3 separate regions of the Sus scrofa genome follow, and regions 1 and 3 are each linked to region 2. A link is a contact called in public HiChIP or PLAC-seq and promoter capture Hi-C data. All regions are on one chromosome and are shown on one strand. Each heading gives the region's core, a stretch centred on a gene start, on an enhancer-like site or on the middle of the called end of the contact. The rest is flanking DNA. Distances are from core to core; before and after follow the strand shown. Region 1 overlaps LOC102163816 (a long non-coding RNA gene). Region 2 holds the start of TIGD3 (tigger transposable element-derived protein 3). Region 3 overlaps LOC102163816 (a long non-coding RNA gene).

Evidence for each region. Promoter capture Hi-C pulls out the DNA fragments that hold promoters and counts their contacts. HiChIP or PLAC-seq counts read pairs in DNA pulled down with a chosen protein or histone mark.
Region 1: a contact with region 2 is called in an H3K27ac HiChIP or PLAC-seq map of alveolar macrophages. The contact joins the enhancer-like site here to the promoter of TIGD3 in region 2. A contact is called at or near these places in 1 of 5 promoter capture datasets (liver), 4 of 47 Hi-C or Micro-C datasets (embryonic fibroblasts, liver, retroperitoneal adipose tissue and 1 more) and 2 of 2 datasets of contacts at active chromatin or transcription factors (alveolar macrophages and skeletal muscle).
Region 3: a contact with region 2 is called in a promoter capture Hi-C map of fetal liver, with 2.2 times the contacts expected there. The contact joins the enhancer-like site here to the promoter of TIGD3 in region 2. A contact is called at or near these places in 5 of 5 promoter capture datasets (fetal liver, fetal skeletal muscle, liver and 1 more), 28 of 47 Hi-C or Micro-C datasets (adipose tissue, alveolar macrophages, blood and 14 more) and 2 of 2 datasets of contacts at active chromatin or transcription factors (alveolar macrophages and skeletal muscle).

Annotation. Positions count from the first base shown.
Region 1 is chr2:6,770,869-6,775,198 of Sscrofa11.1, reverse strand. All of the region lies in intron 2 of LOC102163816 (a long non-coding RNA gene), which reads right to left. Among named protein-coding and RNA genes, the nearest start is that of SCYL1, 40 kb to the right of the region's middle. Within about 2 kb of position 2,973, at least 62 of the 83 cell types and tissues checked have an H3K27ac peak or open chromatin away from gene starts, as enhancers often do. A contact at or near this core is called in alveolar macrophages, embryonic fibroblasts, liver and 2 more, where this site is marked.
Region 2 is chr2:6,865,832-6,869,923 of Sscrofa11.1, reverse strand. It overlaps TIGD3 (tigger transposable element-derived protein 3), which reads left to right and starts at 1,984. Exons shown (of 2, transcript XM_003480677.4): 1 at 1,984-2,195; 2 at 3,121-4,092. The coding sequence starts at 3,135.
Region 3 is chr2:6,752,585-6,757,197 of Sscrofa11.1, reverse strand. LOC102163816 (a long non-coding RNA gene) reads right to left here. Exons shown (of 4, transcript XR_002341443.1): 1 at 1-4,613. Among named protein-coding and RNA genes, the nearest start is that of SCYL1, 21 kb to the right of the region's middle. Within about 2 kb of position 1,602, at least 24 of the 83 cell types and tissues checked have an H3K27ac peak or open chromatin away from gene starts, as enhancers often do. A contact at or near this core is called in fetal liver, mesenteric adipose tissue, omental adipose tissue and 1 more, where this site is marked.

The DNA of each region.
Region 1 (4,330 bases), core at 1,724-4,223, 96 kb after region 2:
TATGGTTTGTGTTGCCACGTTAGCAGTTACAAAGAAAAGGTAGGTCCGGATCTAAATGCTTGGATCCTGGGTTGCTGTGGCTGTGGTGTAGGCCAGCAGCTAAGGCTCCAATTGGACCCCTAGCCTGGGAACCTCCATATGCCGAGGGTGGGGCCCTAAAAAGACAAAAGACAAAAAAAAAAAAACAAGAATGAGGTAGGTCTTTTGTGCCAAAATAGATCTCTAAGAAAAAGTAAGTTGCAAAACAATATCTCTAGGAATTCCCTGGATTCGGCTTTGTCACTACTGTGGTAGGAGTTTAATCCCTGGTCTGGGAACTGCCACATGTCATGGGTGTGGCCAAAAGTATATATATATCTTTAGTATAATACTTTTTATGAAAAAAAAATCCCCAACTACTAAAATGATATATTTGTATCAAATGGTACATTTGCATATTGTATATACCATATATACACATATATCAAATGTGTGTGTATTTGTATATATGTGTGTGTATGTGTGTGGTGTGTATATTTATTTAATATATGTAGTTTGTTTGTTTTTTATTTATTTTTTTATTTTTATTTTTTATTTTTTATTTTTTTTTGTCTTTTGTCTTTTTGTTGTTGTTGTTGCTATTTCTTGGGCCGCTCCCACGGCATACGGAGGTTCCCAGGCTAGGGGTTGAATCGGAGCTGTAGCCACCGGCCTACGCCAGAGCCACAGCAATGTGGGATCCGAGCCGCGTCTGCAACCTACATCACAGCTCACGGCAACGCCGGATCGTTAACCCACTGAGCAAGGGCAGGGACCGACCCCGCAACCTCATGGTTCCTAGTCGGATTCGTTAACCACTGCGCCACGACGGGAACTCCTGTAGTTTGTGTATATACATATATGTAAACTGGAGTACGTGTATATATTCTGCACACTGATAAATGTATAACACCTAACAGAGTAACAGCAATTAGCTTTAGGCCTATGATGGGAGGCAATGGTCCCAGGCCCTTTACCCCATACCGTTTAAATATCGTAACAATAAAGCATTAGGTATTTCTAAATAAATAATAATATAACACACGCATCGGAGGGCGGAATCCAGAAGCTGGAGGTAAGAGAGGCAGTGTTCCAGGTAAGCCCGCGAGACACGCTTCTCCAACAAAGTGTAATTGGCTCTGGCCGCTGAATCCAGGTGGACACTTTGGTGGACAGTCTCTGGAAGCGTCACAATCTATAATTTTCAAAACTAAAAGCATGACTCTCAGTATAAAGCCTGTGTCGAAGATGACTTCACGCCTTAAGGAAGGTACCAACACGGTGGAAGAGCTGGTTCATAAAGAACCAGGAAGACGGAGCATTTAGAGGCTCCAAAAAAAGGGCTGGAATGAGATGACTGAGTCACAGACAAACAGGCTGGTGACCGTCAGGGTTGCATTCTCCACCTCCCAGAGTCACTGACGTCGTCTCACCAAGTTGGGACTGACAGTCAGAAATTCTAAATAAGTTTCTCTTAACTGAGGAGCAGTATTTAACCTTTTCTCAAAATGTTCTCTGCTGATCATGAGTGTTCGCCGAGTTATTGGTCTGAACTGTCCACGCTGGTGGCAGCCCTCTGAGCTACCCCGATTCTGGGACCAGTGGTGCTCCTGTCTTTTTCTGTCTTTTTAGGGCCACACCCATGGCATATGGAGGTTCCCAGGCTAGGGGTCCAGTCGGAGCTGTAGCCACTGGCCTACACCAGAGCCACAGCAACGCTGGATCCTTAACCCACTGAGCAAGGCCAGGGGTCGAACCCAAGTCCTCGTGGATACTAGCTGGGTTGTTAACTGCTGAGCCACAATGGGAACTCTTGGTGCTCCTGTCTTGGGGGCCAAGCTGGGACCCAGGGACAGAAATGAGTCCACTCTCTCTCCAAGGTCAGGGAGCCCTGGGGAGCACTCTTTTTTTTTTTTTTTTTTTTTTTGTCTTTTTGTCTTTTGTTGTTGTTGTTGCTATTTCTTGGGCCGCTCCCGCGGCATATGGAGGTTCCCAGGCTAGAGGTCGAATCGGAGCTGTAGCCACCGGCCTACGCCAGAGCCACAGCAACGTGGGATCCGAGCCGCGTCTGCAACCTACACCACAGCTCACGGCAGCGCCAGATCGTTAACCCACTGAGCAAGGGCAGGGACCGAACCTGCAACCTCATGGTTCCCAGTTGGATTCGTTAGCCACTGCGCCACGAGGGGAACTCCTGGGGAGCACACTTACACCCCTGTCTTCAAGGAGGCTCAGGGCTGAGCTGAGACCTGAGGATAAACTAGAGTTTACCAGGACCACAGAGCAGGGTGACTGGGGTGAGCCTGGAGAATAATAAATCTAGAGAAGCCGAGGTTAACTCAGAAAGGCCCTGGATGGAACAGGACCAAAGATCGGTTGGTCAAAGTTCCTTGAAGGCAGATGACTGAGGCTCAGGGGAGGAGACAGGGGTACAGCAGAGAGTGGGGAGAGGCCCTGGCCTGCGGGGAGGATGCCGTAGGTAGAGGGAAGAGGGAAGTGGCCATTGGAGGAGGCAGAATCAGCAGGAGTTGAGGCCCCTGTGAGGCAGCAAGAGATGAACCTCAGGCTGTAAAAGCCAGGGCAGCAGTCCTGCCTCACCTGCCTGTATCCCCCAGACCTTTCCAGACTCGGAGATCGAGGCCTAGGCACCGGGTCCCTCCAAACACCATTTCCGCCCGGCGCCCCCAGGCCCCTGCCCAGATCTCGCTTCTGCGCCTTTGGATCAGGGACCCGCCTGGCACTATGCAAGCACCAAGCTGGGCCAAGACGGCAGGAAAAGCTCTTCTCCAAGACCAAGGCGGACACAAACCAGGGAGTTCCCTCCAGCGAGACTCCTCCTTCTCAGCCAATTCGGACACCGCCCCGGGCCTTGACACACCCACAAATGACAGATCAGGGAACCGCCCAGGGCGATGGGACCAAGCAGTGAGGCTGCCCGTCTGTCCCCGAACAGGGTGTGGCCGGGAGGAGAGGCAGGGGTTTTTTCACAAGTCCAGGGACTCCCAGATGCCACCCGCCCCACCCCCGTCCCGGGCGGATGTTTACTAGGGCAGTCACATGAGGCGCCACGCGGACTGAGCCGCTGGATAGGAGCCCTGGATAGGAGCCGGAGAGGCGCCAGTCCCGGCCTGGCCTATCTCCCAGCGGAGAGGCCCCAGGGCAGGGTGGGGCGCGGAGGAGCGCAGGAAAGCCTCTCCCCTTCCCAGGGTCTGGATCTGGTCTTACCGATTGGGAAGCCCCAGGAGTCCGGGCTGGGGAGGGGAGTTAAGGGCAGGAAGGGGGTCTGGAAGGAACCTGGGACCTTCATGCTTTCATTGCTGGGGTTCAGGACAGGTGGGGTGGGGTCGTCAGGAGTGAGTGGAGGGGTAAGAAGGTCGGAGAGAGCCTGGGGAAAGCCTCTGGGGAGGGATGCGGGGGAGGGGGAAGGCCGGGAGCCTGTGCTGGGGGGTTGGAGAGAGGGAACGAGGGTCTACACACTGGGCTCTCATCCACCCCTAAGCAGCTTTCAAGCCCTTGCCGTGCCTCCGATGGTACTGGCACCCCAGGAAACTCAGGCCTCAGCCTCTCCCGCGTGGTCCTCCTCCCTTCCCGGACACACACAGGGCCAGCAGCCTTCCCTGGCACCCAGCCCCATCCACCGCGTGGCATCCGGCCCTTTCACATCCCCTCCAAAGCCCTCTCCGGCCCTGCCTTTTGGGCTGCGCCTGTCCTCTTCCTGTTCCACGGGGCGCTCTTACTCGCCCCTGTGCCTTTGCACACGCTGTTCCCTGCACCTGGACTGCCCTCTCTGCAACCGCTCTTCTCTCTGGGAGACTCCGGAGTCTCCTACCCAGATACAGAGCAGTCCCTTCCGGAATGCCTTCTCTACCACCAGCTCCACTCTAAGCCACTTTCCGGCCTCATCGGACCAGGAACCAAAGCGTGCGCGCTGGACTTGTCACTTGCACTTAAAGGGCTTTGAGGCGGGGAACCGCACAGGGCTGAGCGCGGAGTGGGCAGGTCCCTCGCCTCTGTGGGAATCAAGAGACACTGGGCGGGGTAGAGGGGGCACAGCGTGGGAGGGAAGGAGGAGTGTGGGGCTCCGGGCTCTGCCTGCCCCAGGTTGGGGCTGAGAAGTGGGGCGTCCGGAACTGCGAACCACCCTGGTGCTGGCGCCCCCTCCCCTCCCCGTCCTCCTCCAGCCGCTGGGGCGCGGGCGGCTGCCCAGGGGCTGTGCTCATTCGGCGGCGGAAACGCAAGAACCCCAATTGCGGCCCCCGCGCCCCGCCTCGCCTCCCTGGAGTCAGAGCTAGCGCCGCCGCCCTCCCGACGC
Region 2 (4,092 bases), core at 735-3,234:
CCTGTGGCATATGGGAGTTTCTGGGCCAGGGATTGAATCTGAGCCACAGCTGTGACATATGCCACAGCTGCAGCAAGGCTGGGCAGGGGATCAAACCCACACCTTTGTGGTGACCCAAGCTGCTGCAGTTGGATTCTTTTTTCTTTTCTTTTTTTTTTTTTTTTTTTTTTTTTTTCTGTTTAGGGCCACACCTGCAGCATATGGAAATTCCCAGGCTAGGGGTCGAATTGGAGCTGCAGCTGCCAGCCTATGCTACAGCCAGTGGCAGTGCAGGATCTGAGCCATGTCTTCGACCTACACCACAGCTCATGGCAACGCCAGATCCTTAATCCGCTGAGTGAGGTCAGGGGTCGAACCCAGGCCTTCATGGATGCTAGTCAGACTCATAACCTGCTGAGCCACAACAGGAACTCCTGCAGTTAGATTCTTAACTCCACTGCACGTAGTGGGAACTCCATGGACATTAGTCTTGAAGCATAGCTTTTCCCCCCCAAATTAAATAAAACATTTAACCTCAATATAAGTTGACAGAAAATTGGATAATTTGTTTTAATTTCTTATGTACATTATAGCTGTTACAAAATTTGGGTTAAAATCAACTTTAACCTGTTTATTTCTGTGTTTTAGTTGGTTTGGAGGAAATTCTGGATTTGTATGTGCAAGTGGTGAGACAGATTTATAACAGTTGAGCTTTTTAGTTTCAGAGATACTTAGCATAGGTCCAGAAGCTTGATTAGAAGCTTGATGATTATATAAATATAAAAGAGTTAATGACACAGGAAAACTCTATGCGTCACCATGAGGACACATTAAAGCTTTCTGTATGAATAATGGAGATGAGAGGTACCTCCGCCTTGCTTGCCTGAAATTGGTTCATTTAATTGAAGGCAAGTGTGTGTGAACTCGGCCTATAGTGCAGCCATGCAAACCTTCCTCCAAGTATATTTACGTGCACAAGAGTGAGTTTTTCTTTTCCTGCAAACCAACATTTTAAAGGTATGAATCAGTTATGACAACCCCCCCCCCCCGAAGTATCCTTAGGATTTTCTAGGACAGTCTGAAAGCCACTGTTTTATTGGGAGGCAGTGAGTGGCCTGGGCCCTTGTGTTCAGTAAGTAAGCAGGGTGCTCCAGTTTGGGGACTGCGTTAGGGGCGGGGCACAGCCCCATCATGTCTGCGCGGATGTAGGCCTGGAGTCAAGGTAGTCAAGCAGTGATCCTTGGTGGTTGAATAGTCTAAGGCCAGAAAAGATAGTAAAAGGAAAAAGGTTAAAAATGAGAATGCTGGAGTTCCATTGTGGCACAGTGGAAATGAATCTGACTAGTATCCGTGGGGATTTGGGTTTGATCCTGGCCTCACTCAGTGGGTTAAAGGATCCGGCCTTGCCGTGAGCTGTGGTGTAGGTAGCAGACGCAGCTCAGATCCTACATGGCTGTGGCTGTGGTGTAGGCCGGCAGCTGTAGCTCCAATTCGACCCTTAACCTGGGAACCTCCATATGCCGAAATTACGGCCCTAAAAAGCAAATAAATAAAATAAAATTAGTCTTTATTCGTACAAAATCAGAACTGGCCCCAAGCAAGCAGTTTGTGGTAGTACCCACTTGAGGCCAATACCGTCCATGGTAACATCCTTTGTGTAGCTTAAAACGTGCTTCCATTTTTTCAAAGCCACTGGGTGAGGGGTAATAGACCTGTTTGGTCGATGAGGAAGCTAAAGCTGCCTAGGGTCACAGCCAGGATGACCTTCCAAGTCTGCTCACTGGAGGGAGGCTTGTTTGGCCTCGTCTACCGGGTCCCCTGAGGCTGGCGGCGCTTCCAGGACTCCCGCCCCGTCCGGGCTCCGCCCCCCCAGCCCCTGCAGCTAGAAGCTCAATTCCCCCAACGACCCGCCGCTTCGCGATGCCCAATGAGATTTAGCCGGGGGAGGGACAGAACTGCACCGGAGACCAATCGGATTGGGCCGGGGCGGGGCGGCAGCGGGTGAAGCTGAGCGGTGGGTCCAGGTCTTCTCAGCCGGGAGAGAACCCGGCGCGGGCGGCGCCCACCGGTCCCTGCTGTGCGCGCGCCCGCCGCCCGCGCAGCCCTTCAGTTTGCCCCGCGCGTCCCTACCCTGCTCTCTTGTACCACAGGGACAGGGGCTGGGGAGCCGGGCCGGGGCCGGGGCCGGGGCGGGAGTCGCGGGACGAACACTTGAGGTGGGTGCGGAGAGGGTGGCTGGGAGGCGGGAAGGCCGGGCGGGCCGATGGCTAGGTCCGCCCCGCCGGCAGACCCAGAGTCACCGTGTGGAGAGGTCAGCAGGTTGCAGAACCCGGCTCCCGGCCTGTCTCCATCACAGACGCTCGTCCCCGCGCGGTGGTCCCCCTCCCAGGCCAGGACTCTCCCCTCTGAGGACACCCCGCCCCTCTCGCTGCCCGCGCGGCCTCCTAACCCCTCTTGCCCTTTGTCGCCTGTGCTCCTGTCCTTTCGGCCTTGTGCTCCCGCGCCCCCTCCAGGCCGGACCCCGGCCCAGCCATACCTGCTCAGGACCTGGCACCAAATTAGACTCGCTCCTTCAGCCCCCAGTCTGTCCCTCTTTGTCATCTGTACACCTGTCATCTCAACTCCATTCATCCACTCTACCACCCTGCCCCCCACATCTTCATCTGAATCCAGCCTAGGCCATCATCCCCCTCCCCCTACGGGGATTCCTCCTGCCAGCTCTGATTATCCCCTCCACCTGCCCCATGCAGCCCCAGCCCTGTCCTCCCCATCCATGCTCCTTTGTTGTCTCTGCAGCTGTCCCCTCGGCTCTATTCATCCTTCTCCCCCAAACCTCAGCCCAGACTCCCTTCTTGCTCTGACCAGGGGCCAGCCCTCCCCAGCTAGGTCCTGCATTCCTCCAGATCAGGGCCAGGCCACTGCTCACTCAGCCTGGTGGTTTCTCTTCCTTTCAATCCAGCCCTCTCACCTCCAACCCAGTGTCCCCTCACCCTGTCCCAGCGGATCCAGGCTGCCCTGGTCTCTCCCTACACCAGTCTATCTCCCTGCCTCTAATATCCCCTTTTTCTTACTATGCTCCTCTCCCACCCCGCCTGGCCTCCACCCTCACCGTTTCCTCCTTCCCCCTCTCCCCCGGAACAGGTGCCAGAGTTGCCATGGAGCTGTGCAGCAAGAAGAAGCTTCACGCCCTGTCCCTGGCCGAGAAGATCCAGGTGCTGGAACTCCTGGATGAGTCCAAGATGTCCCAGTCGGAGGTGGCCCGGCGCTTCCAGGTCTCCCAGCCCCAGATCTCACGCATCTGCAAGAATAAGGAGAAGCTGCTGGCGGACTGGTGCAGCGGCACCGCCAACCGGGAGCGCAAGCGCAAGCGGGAGTCCAAGTACAGCGGGATCGACGAGGCTCTACTCTGCTGGTACCACATTGCCCGGGCCAAGGCCTGGGACGTGACAGGGCCCATGCTGCTCCACAAAGCCAAGGAGCTGGCTGACATCATGGGCCAGGATTTTGTGCCCAGCATCGGCTGGCTGGTGCGCTGGAAACGCCGAAACAACGTGGGCTTTGGGGCCCGCCATGTTTTGGTGCCTCCATTGCCCCCTGAGCCACCTCCCCCGGCTCCCACGCCCCAGGCCCAGCTGCCTCTCTCTCTTAAAGATTTCTCCCCAGAGGACATTTTTGGCTGTGCCGAAGTGCCCTTGCTATATCGGGCAGTGCCCGGCAGAGTGGGCACACGTGATCGGGTACAGGTGCTGCTGTGTGCCAACAGCAGGGGCACAGAGAAACGGCGGGTGTTGGTCAGTGGGCTCCAGGCTGCCCCAAGGTGCTTCTTTGGGGTCAGCAGTGAGGCTCTGCTTGCCTCTTACCACCCTGACCTGGTTATCCCCTGGTCAGAGTGGTTGGCACAGTTTGACCGGGACATGGGGCAGCAGGGCCGACAGGTGGCCTTGCTGCTGGCCGCCCGAGTGGTGGAGGAGTTGGTGGGCCTGCCCCGGCTCTGCCACGTGAGGCTCTTGCCTTTGTCCGCTGCTAGCACCACGCCTTCCCTGCCCAGCTCCGTGGTCCGGGCCTTTAAGGCCCATTACCGGCACCGTCTGCTGGGCAAGCTGGCGGCGGCCC
Region 3 (4,613 bases), core at 353-2,852, 110 kb after region 2:
GCGCGCTGCGGGTCGGGAGGCAGGCATTGAGGCAGCGAGAGCAGAGACGGCTGAGAGGCAGGAAACGCTTCTTGAGGAGACCGCAGATAAGTTTTTCTGTTAAGATAGGGATTACTCTTATTCTCTAGGAATTATAAATTAGCGAAAATACTGAGCTGTAGTTTTGAGTTAAATTCGTGAGAGTAGATTTGATAATTAATAAGAAGGTCTTATTTTAGGGGAAAATGGAGACGTCCTTAAAAAATAGTGTGAGAAAGGAAGAAAGAAGAAAAAAGATAATATTAGAACATGACGGAGGTTAAGAGCTGAAGCTTCTTCATGGAGTGAGAAAGCTAATTTTAAAAGGAGTTGCCGAGACAGGACTGCAAAGTATGGAATTTTAAAGTCTTAAATTGAAGGGCAGCTTTTTAGATTATTGTTCAAACGTAATGCTATAAATAGAACCTAAACAATACTTTTAAAGTCCAGTCGTAGATGGATTAAAATGTTTTAAAAGCCATCTTTAAAGGTCAGTTGAAGGTGATTTAAGAAATGCCTTCAAATTCACGGCGCGATCAAAACTGCGTCATTTGAAGCCTTAAGGCTTTCTTTGGAAGTTGATGGAAGTATTAGTGGAGAAAGAAGATTAGAAATTTGAAGTGGAAAACTCGGAAGACAAGTACAGGAAGGTGAAGAAAAGATTAGTGAAGATAGGAAAACTAGAAGATAAAAAATACGGCTTTTAGAAGACAGAAAAAAACTAAGCCCAGAAGGTAGGAGGCAGAAGACATCTAGAAAGAGAAGGTTGAAAAGATGTTCGAGTGTTTGAGGTAGAAAATGAGAAACAAGCTGTTGGAGACAAGCATACAAGATAGAGGTCCAAGTAATTGGAAGATAGAAAAGTCCGAAGCCAAAAAATTGGATAAGTACAAGACGCAAAACTAAGAAAAATAATTTTTAATAGTTCAATTTATTTAAAAAGCCCATCAACTTTAATTTGTGGTGGTGCAGAAGTTAGATCTGAGAAGAGGGTTTTAAACTACAGTAGACCAAGACCAACTTAGAAGAATATCTCGAAGCTGTAGAGGGAAGTAAATTTAAAATCACAGCAAAAAGCTACTAAAAAGACTGATGTAAAAATTAAGGTAGACGGAAGAGTTAAAAATTTGAAAGGCCTTAAATCCATACAGTAGTTTAGTTTCTTCTGGAAAACTTAAAGGACGATAAATTCAAGAGCGAGGATAACCAAGTTAACATTTTTTGCATTGGACTTTGAGCTAAGATGAATTTCTAAACCCTGAGGACTAGGCGCTAATTAACAGCTGACCAGGTGCTACACAGAAGTGGATTCAGAGAACCTAGGAAGACAGCAGCAGACAGGATTCCAGGAGCCAGTTTTTGGTGAAACTAGGACTGAGGAGCGAGCGGCAGTTCGTGAAGATAGGAAGGAGGAGCCCGGGAGCCAGTGCGATTTGGTGAAGGAAGCTAGGAAGAAGGAAGGAGCCCTAACGGTTGGAGGTGAAGCTAGGAGAGGATTCCAGGAAGGAGGAAGCCAGTGCGATGTGGTGATGAAGCTAGCGTGCGGCTTGGCGGCGTGGCTTGGCAACCCCGCGGAGGAGGCGAGCAGGCGGTGTGGAGGCTAGATAGAGCGTCCTAGAGCGGCAGCCCAGTGTGCAAGGCCGGCAGGGAGAGCCAGTGGTGTGGTAAAAATCCGTGAGGTCGGCAGTATCGTGGGTTCTGCTTTGTTTCTTCACCTTTTTTTGGTAACAGTACGGTAATCTTTGTTGTATTTCCTAATGGTGATGGGGGAGCTGTGTACTTAAGCATAAAGGGTTTTATGGGGATGTAGGCCGATTTTCGGGTGTTGTAGGTTTCTCTTTTTCAGGCGTATTTTCTCATCTTGTCTGAAGCTTTTGAGGGCAGACTACCAAGGCCCGGAGGAATAGTAGATGGCAAGTGTTTTCGTTTTTAACCAATATGAGGGAAAACAAATGAATTTGATAGAACAACCTTGAGACAGTTTCAGCCAGCTTTGTAAGCAGGTTTTATATTTAGCTTGGTAATGAAGCATTTCCGTTTTGTGAGTAGATGACTTAATTTTCTTTCTCATTCTCTATTCTAAGTTACCTATATATATATAGTTGGGTGTGTAATTCGGGGGGGTAAAGGTTTTGGGGGGGCAAAATATGTTTTGAGTTCTTTTCCCCTTAGGTCTGTCTAGAATTCCAAAGGCAAATGACTCAAGGTAACAGGAAAAAAGAAAATCCAGTATCAGGATAATCAGAACACCACAGGTTTACAGTTTGTAGAAACTAGAACACGAGCAGCTCTCACTTAAGGTCTGTGATGGAACTCCAGTGGAGAAATGGCTGGTACTTTTTCCACCCCTTAATCAGATTTTTTTTTTAATTAAAGTATGTAACCGGTTATTTTTACTTGAAGTATTTTGGGGTGGTCTTAACAGGGAAGAGGGTGGGGGAGAAAATGTTTTTTTCTAAGACTTTCCACAGATGCTATAGTACTATTGACAAACTGAGTTAGAGAAGGATTGTACTGCTATGCTGTTGGCACCAAACACCTTCAGGGATTGGAGCTGCTTTTTTCCTTGGAGTATTCCCAGTGAAGCTGAAATATACAGCACAGTGCAGCTTTGGTTCATATTCAGTCATCTCAGGAGAACTTCAGAAGAGCTTGACTAGGCCAAATATTGAAGTTAAGTTTTCAAATAATGGAACTTTTTAAGATGCCTTTTAAAGGGGAGGGGCAAGTTTTGGCAATTAGTTGGCAGTGGCCTGTTTTGGTTGGGGTTGGGTGGGTTGGGTTTAGGTAATTGTTTAGTTTATGATTTCAGATAACTCATGCCAGAGAACTTAAATACTTAGGATGGAAAAACTAAAGAAATCTCACCTCCCAAGTTGGCAAGTAACTCCTGATCCTCTAGTTTCTTGTTTTACCCCAATTTTTGAACTGGACAGCTGGGAACTTCAAAGATTCACTGGATTTAAAGTGTAGGGCTTGGGAAAGGAAAGTGTTGGATTGGGGGTTGGTCTAGCCCACTGGGTTGACCAAGATAAAAACTTGGGGAATTGTTTAAACACTAAAGTTGTTTGGATATGGTAGTGTGTGGTTCTCTTTTGGAATTTTTTTCAGGTGATTTAATAAAACTTAATACTACTATAGGAGCTTCAGAGCAAAGGAAGTGGCTTAATGATCCTGAAGGGATTTCTTCTGATGGTAGCTTTTATATTATCAAGTAAGATTCTATTTTCAGTTACATAAGCAAGTTTTTTAGTATAGGAAATTTTTGTATGGCTGCGAGACAAGATGTAAAGGTATGCTTCAAAATTGTTGTAAATTGTGTATTGAATTTGCACCTAAGTATTTGTAAATCATAATCAATTAAAAGGGGTGGGTTTTTGTTGATGGGGGGGAAACCTTTTTTTTCTGTAGACTTTTTTCAGATAACATCTTCTGAGTCATACCCAGCCTGGCAATATGATGGCCTAGATGGAGAGGGGAACAGCTCCTTGGTGAATGATAAGTAAAGGCAGAAAAGATTATATTTCATACCTATCTTCATTGGGCAAAAGCATAACTCTGAAATCCTTACTACTGATGAACTCATGGTCTGCATATGCAAAAAAAAAATTTAAGCAAATGAAAGCTACCAATTTAAAGTTAATGGAATCTACTCTTAAAGTTATGGCATATCAAGCTGTATCCACAAAAATAATGAATCGATGAGAAATAAAATAATGAAATGATGAGAAATACCATGAAGATCTAATGCCCACCTCAAAATACTGCTTTTACAAAAGCAGAATAAAAAATGAAATGAAATGAAAATGATAAAGCTACACATTAACCCTGGAATAAAAGAAGCTGAAATAATTGAAAGGAGTGGGATCAAGTGGATTGAGAGGAAGCTGTGCTGTTTGCCAATCTTTCGTTTGCCTCAGACAGGTTTCTCATTATCAGAAGAGTTGCTTCATATCATCTGGGAGCAGAAAACAGCAGGCAGCTGTTCACAGATAAGTTTAACTTGCATCTGCAGTATTGCATGTTAGGGATAAGTGCTATGTTTAATAAGAGCTGTGGAGGTCCTAGGTCCCTTACTCAAGGGATCTCAGGATTTTGAGGAATTTTCCCATCCAGCCTTTTAAAATGAGACAGGCCTTATGCCTGTGGGCTTCCATGATGGGCTAACTCACTTCACTCGAGGCAAGTAATTCCTTAAAGCCTCTTGAGATTAATACCTTAATAATCAAGGATAATGTTGATAAAATAAAAATTTGTTTAGCATTGATTCTTGAAAACCCTATGAAAAGATAGCATAATGTGCTGTTAACCAGAATCAGATATGTTAACCTTGCTAAAATTTAAATGTTATGTGTATTGTGCAGAAAACCGTAAAATCACTCAAAATAAAATACTTTATTTAGCGAATGTATGCTTTTAGAAAGCTGTCTCCTTATTTAAATAAAATATTGTTTGTCTGTAGTTAGTGTTGGGCAATCTTGGGGGGATTCTTCTCATCTTTCAGAGACTTTGTCTGCGAACACTCTGTAATGGACAAGATCAGGAATTGAGCTGAAGAACGAATTTAACTTAAGGCAGGAAAGACAAATTTTATC